Regions from separate parts of the Danio rerio genome. Here region 2 is linked to region 1. A link is a contact called in public Hi-C data. All regions are on one chromosome and are shown on one strand. Each heading gives the region's core, a stretch centred on a gene start, on an enhancer-like site or on the middle of the called end of the contact. The rest is flanking DNA. Distances are from core to core; before and after follow the strand shown. Region 1 has its middle 41 kb from the start of nfil3-2. Region 2 holds the start of nfil3-2 (nuclear factor, interleukin 3 regulated, member 2).

Evidence for each region. A called contact is a pair of places that touch in the nucleus more often than the background predicts.
Region 2: a contact with region 1 is called in a Hi-C map of embryo, with 2.4 times the contacts expected there. The contact joins the promoter of nfil3-2 here to the enhancer-like site in region 1. A contact is called at or near these places in 5 of 18 Hi-C or Micro-C datasets (caudal fin, embryo, fibroblasts and 1 more) and 3 of 4 datasets of contacts at active chromatin or transcription factors (caudal fin, embryo and pancreas).

The regions. Positions count from the first base shown.
Region 1 is chr3:12,689,157-12,692,103 of GRCz12tu, forward strand. No RefSeq gene overlaps it. Among named protein-coding and RNA genes, the nearest start is that of nfil3-2, 41 kb to the right of the region's middle. Within about 2 kb of position 1,360, at least 23 of the 62 cell types and tissues checked have an H3K27ac peak or open chromatin away from gene starts, as enhancers often do. A contact at or near this core is called in caudal fin and pancreas, where this site is marked.
Region 2 is chr3:12,730,476-12,733,225 of GRCz12tu, forward strand. nfil3-2 (nuclear factor, interleukin 3 regulated, member 2) reads right to left here and starts at 1,281. Exons shown (of 1, transcript NM_001197065.1): 1 at 1-1,281. The coding sequence starts at 1,281.

The sequences.
Region 1 (2,947 bases), core at 110-2,609:
CTGTCCAGAAAGCTGTATATTTTTGGTGGACGTGTTTGGGTGTTTGAGGCCCTTGTGCCTTGTATCCATGATTGACCTCACTCATTACAGTTGACGTCAGTTTGCTTCATTTCATTGTCAAAACACATAATTTACCCCACCCAACACTGGCAAATCAGAAATGTAGAAGCCTCTTCTGCTCACCTAGGCTGCATTTATTTTATTAAAAGCGCAGCAATAATATCTGTGATTTATCATTTTAAATAACTTTTCTTTTTGAATGCATTTAAAAATGTTAGTTCTGTATTCTGTTTTCTGTACTTCTGCATTTCCAACATGCGCATAGAAATAGGTGGATGGAAACGAAGCTTGTTAGTGTATTCTTTGTCAAATATTTCCCAACACATTTTAGTTTACAGTATTTTCTATTATATTTTTGTTCTGGAGAAAACAATTATTATTATTTTTCTTTTCTTTTTTCAATTGGCTACAGAACAAGCCACTGTTGTCCAATAGCTTTGTTTTCTATGCGGATTTTGCATATGCGCATAAGAAACTGTCATTAAAAAGTTCATGTGATTTTGTTAAAAGAGGTCATGTGATGATACAAATGGCTGAGCACATTGTAAATCTTCTGAAATGTTATTTTGGTTTTTCTGAAATGTTGTAACCATTTCAGTATTAGTGTTATTATTTTATTAATGACCCCCAGAATAGTCAAAAGTGTCTGTGCTCCGCGTCTCATGCCTTCAAATGCCAAGTCACCATACTGATGTGCCTAATTAACCTATCATGCCTAGTTAACCTTAATTAACTTAGTTAAGCCTTTAAATGTCACGTTTAGCTGAACTCAAATATCTAGTGAAATATGTACTGTCATCATGGCAGATACAAAAGAAATGAATTATTAAAACTGTTTAAATGTGTTGGAAAAGTGTATGTATAGTATATATTTCCAATATATATTTATATTTTACATTATATAAATGTGTAAATGAACAATAGTATAAACATTAGAAAATCAATACTAAAAAGATTTCTCTTCTGATCGCTGAATTCTTTCTGAAAAAGTTGAGAAGTAATGTTTGTGTTTTATGCACAGTTCAGTATAACAGCCCGAGCTGATGCATTCCCGCTTCCCAACCCCCGTCCGGACACACATTGCTCCTGTAATCCCGCTGCCCCTCCCTGCGGTGCCCTTGGCGGTGTTTGTCAGGTCTTTACATAACCGCTTTGGCCTCTGACAAGGTGTTACAGTAACACGTTTCTCCCCGGTGCATGTGAACCTGCTGTCACATGGGGACGTCCTGAGCCGCATCCCTCCCTCAGGTGTCTGAATGTAGGGCGGAGGAAGTTGTTCGGCCTGTAAACCAGGACCTGCCCTGAAACCTGACACCTCTATGTGTTAGGACAGAGCGGGACGGAAGCCATTCATTTAACCTCAAGCTCAAGGTCTTTCCCTGTGTGAAACGAGGTTACCGGGTTTTTTGTTCAGAGCACTTTAGATGCTGTTAAACAACGTAAACAAAAGCAGCAGGAATATCTTTACGATAAGGAGATAAGAGGATTTTAGGTTTAGTTTTGTAATGTTGACACACTCCTGTTTGATAATGTACGGTGAAGGATAACTTCTTGGATCTGCTTGAGGTTATTCACCTTATGTTACAACTTAGGAGTAAGCTATTTTTGTCAGCGTGCAAGACTTGATACTCATTTAGCTGATGTAGATAAGTAACTGATAGAAAGTGCACCGTGTGCCGGTTAATTATTGTAAAAAAATTACAAATTCCAGTATGCAGTAATTGTTTTTGTACAGTTTAAACATTAAATGCAAGTGACACACTCAAGTTACAAGTGACCATACAGCCATGGAAAAAAATAATAGGAAAAAGCCAAAGTACTGTAAAGTGTGTATTTATATAGTGCATTTATTGTGTATGGCCATAAAGCACTTCACAATCGCGAGGGGGGGGGTTGATGGGTCTCTCCACACCACCACCGACTTAGATAATGCCACGGCAGCCACAGGACAACGACGCCACACACTAGCTATAGGAGGAGTGGAGAGATAGTGATGGAGCCAATTCTGTGGGAGGCCAGGTTCGCAAGGGCCTATGATGGGAGTTTAAACAGGACATCAGGGTCAGGACCCTACTCTTTAAGACATGGGCGCCATGGGATTTTTAATGAACACAGAGAGTCAGGACCTTGGTTTAATGTCTCATCCGACAGATGGTGCTCACTGACAGCATAGTGTCCCCTTCACTATACTAGGGCATTAGGACTCACATAGGTTGAGAGCCCCCTGCTGGCCTCTCTAACACCACTTCCAACAGCAACCTAGTTTTTTCCATGTGGTCTCCCATCTGGTACTGACTAGAGCTGCACAATTAATCGTTAAAAGATCGCGATCTCGATTCGACCCCCTTGACAATCTTAATGCAGCATTTCTACGATTCTGCCAATCATATTTTCAAGTTCAGGAGAGAAGAAAAGGCAGCTGCACGAGCCTTTTATTGTTTCACACACGTTGCTCAGTGACATTGACACCTCCAAATGATGTTGAATGAGTCACATACTGTATTTACAAGGTATAATTCACCTAAAAATGCCATTTTTGTTTTAATATAATGATGTTGTCGCGATCTGGAAATCACACGTGACGTGAGTTGCGGGCGGGTTTTAAGGGCGGGTGTGCGCGCTCTACTTAATGATAGATGCGCGCACGTCTACTTTAGTGAACAGAACCTGCATATGTTGCGAGTAACAGGTAATACAGATGTAAAAAAAATATTCAGTTTGTGGCACAGAGTGATCGTTTGGGAGCCGCGCACAAAGTATGAACCAGCACTTAGCAGTCAAAATGAAACCGAAAGTGTGCACCTCATTTAAATGATCATATCGCATTTTAGAGTTATGATTATGGCAAGCATTTGATATGTTTTTTTCTTTCATAGCGAACTCACAG
Region 2 (2,750 bases), core at 31-2,530, 41 kb after region 1:
AGAAGATGAGGGTGACTCGTCATCGGTGGAGCCCTCCTTATCAGAGCTCCTGGGATCCCCATCTGTTGAGGAGCTGTCCTTTCCTGAGTGAGCCTCAAAATACTCTTCTTGACTCAGACCTCCTTCATAGGTCAGCACTGGAGGCTCATCGTTCTCCCTGGTGCTGGTTGGACAGTGATACTCTTGTGTTTCATCTGCCTCCCCTGGTCTTATTTGAAGATCTGGAGCAGCATTGATCCTGGAAGTTTGTCTCTGAACAATGTAAGCCTGCCTTTCGGCTGCCTCGTCATCTGGGCATTCGTAAGATGGAGAGTCAAATGGTCTTCTCTCTAGCTGTTTGGAAACCAGGCTTCTGCTCTGTTCCTCTGTAGCCTGAGTGAAGTTCTGCTGTTCTTGTGGAATAATGTCCTGACTTTCCACCGGATATGAGGCAATGCTAGAACGGTATGAGATGACACTTCTTTGAGCAGATTGAGGGTTGGCTGGACTTGCAGCAGTCTCCTGGTGGAGTTGCTTCTGTTGGTTGGTTGAATAACCTGGTTCGATGGTTCGAAGTACAGCAGGCAGTCTTGAATGAAGGTTGAACATCATTTGTGATGTGGTGTTACTGACTATGTCCATCTCTAGACCCATCCCTTCCTGCTTGATGTCATACGGCAGTGGCTCTGGGCTATCCCGAGAGGAGCCGTCAGACATATCAGAGAGGGAACCTCGTGGTGAGTACTTCGCCATTTTCACATTGCCGTCCCCTCGACAAGAATGCTCGGCTTCAGAAGAATCAGAGTTCAACATCATTTGAGAAACACTGGAGTACCCACTGGAGTAGAAGTGACCGGTGGTAGAGGAAGATGAGGAGCTGCTGCCAGAAGATCTATTGACAGCACTACCAATCTGCTGACTCTTTTCCATATAGGAGGCTGTACTTATCAGCCCAAACCTGAGTTTAAGCTGTAAAAGTTCAGTTTTCAGGCGTACATTCTCATCGTTCAGTGCAAGAACTCTGTTCTCTAGGATCATGTCATTAAAGCGGCGTTTCTCCCGAGAGCGCTTGGCTGCCTCATTGTTCTTGCGGCGCTTTTCCCAGTAGGATGCATCCTTTTTCTCATCTGAGATGAACTCACGCTTGCGTCGACAACTCATGTTGTTTGGCTTTGGTTTGAGAAGGCGGCTCTGCCGAGGGATGTCTTGAGGCGAATGAAGATCACTGTAGTCTGAAAAGCTTTCGGTGTTCTCTAAGTTTTCACTGGAATTTGTTGAAATTTGTAAGTTCAAACTTTCCATCTTGTTTCAATAAGAGCCCGTTTGAGATCCTTGCTTCGTCATTGGAAATGCAATTGAATGTAGAAACAGGGATGAGGTGAAGGGAAGAAAGGTCTGCAGGATATCCTGATGTACTGTAGACTGGAATATCTTCAACTAAGTAGCTGGATCAGCAAAGACTTGATGAGGTGTTTTAGCTTCTGGAAAGCTGAACCTCATTGGTTTTGTTGATGTGAATCTCAAACAAGTATCTTTAGATGATCAAGTGTCCAAGTTGGCTAAGAAAAGCAAGAATAGGTGTACCTCTATATGAATCCCCTGCATTTAACAGATCCAAGGGATCCCTCAAGTAAAATCTTCTCTCTATTTTGCGCACAATGTAGGTCAGTCTATCAAGACAAAAGGGGTGCGATCAAGGTCCTCAAGTACAGAGATGATCACCAGATTTGCTTAAAGGATTTTGACCTCTTTTCTTTGTCTTCACTTTTATTCCTTTATGTAACCTCTCTATCACGCCGACAGAGATGTGTCCCAGTGCCTTGGGCGTGTTGGTGGATATAGGTCACTCGGTCTGCCCCAGCTTGTCAGCCTCTTGGGGAGGGGTGCTTCTGCTCTCAAAGCCTCCAGCTGGCTGTTCGATGAAAGGCTGCACACATGAAAGAGAAAAGACAGATTTGTTATTCCTCAAAAGCTAAATCAATTCATATTTTGCCTTTAGGCACCTTAAAATCTTCTAATTTGCCATTCCAGTTTTACAGAAACTTTCCACACCTCTCTGTATGGCTGGGTAATTAGAATATTTGGAAGTGGAATGTTTAGCCGGTCCTTTGTCATGTTCTATTGCTGCATCTACTCGACCTTGAGAACCACGAAATTCTTTTTGTTGCCTGGCAACCACTGTCTGACCTGCTAACCCCTGCTATTGATTTCTGTCTGCGACCCTTAACCTTTACTCTCTGGCTAGACATTGGACTCCTATTATGCAAAAGGAACACGGTTAAGAATGCAGTCAGAGATTACCCAAACTACATTTCTGTTCAATGAGATCCAAGAACATTACTTAAGATTAGTATCCTCTTTCTGACACAAGTTCAGCGTCACCCTTTGCACAGATTTCCATCAAGACTGCAAACATGAATTCACATCTGTTAAGCATTACCAATGAACACATGATTTGCTTTAACATTTTGAAACCATATCCAGTATTGCATCATCTGCTCTGAAGGAAACAGTGCAAGATGTTTCAGCTTTTCCAACATTAACATCAAATGTTACAACACATCTCCTGGCTTCACAATCCAAATGGTCTGGTGCTCCAATGTGCAGTACTGTCACTTTCTTAAGTGACACTTAATTAAAAGACTTCCTAGGAAATATATATATATATATATATATATATATATATATATATATATATATATATATATATATATATATATATATATATATATATATATATATATGAAAAAATACGTTAGCTGATAAATAAC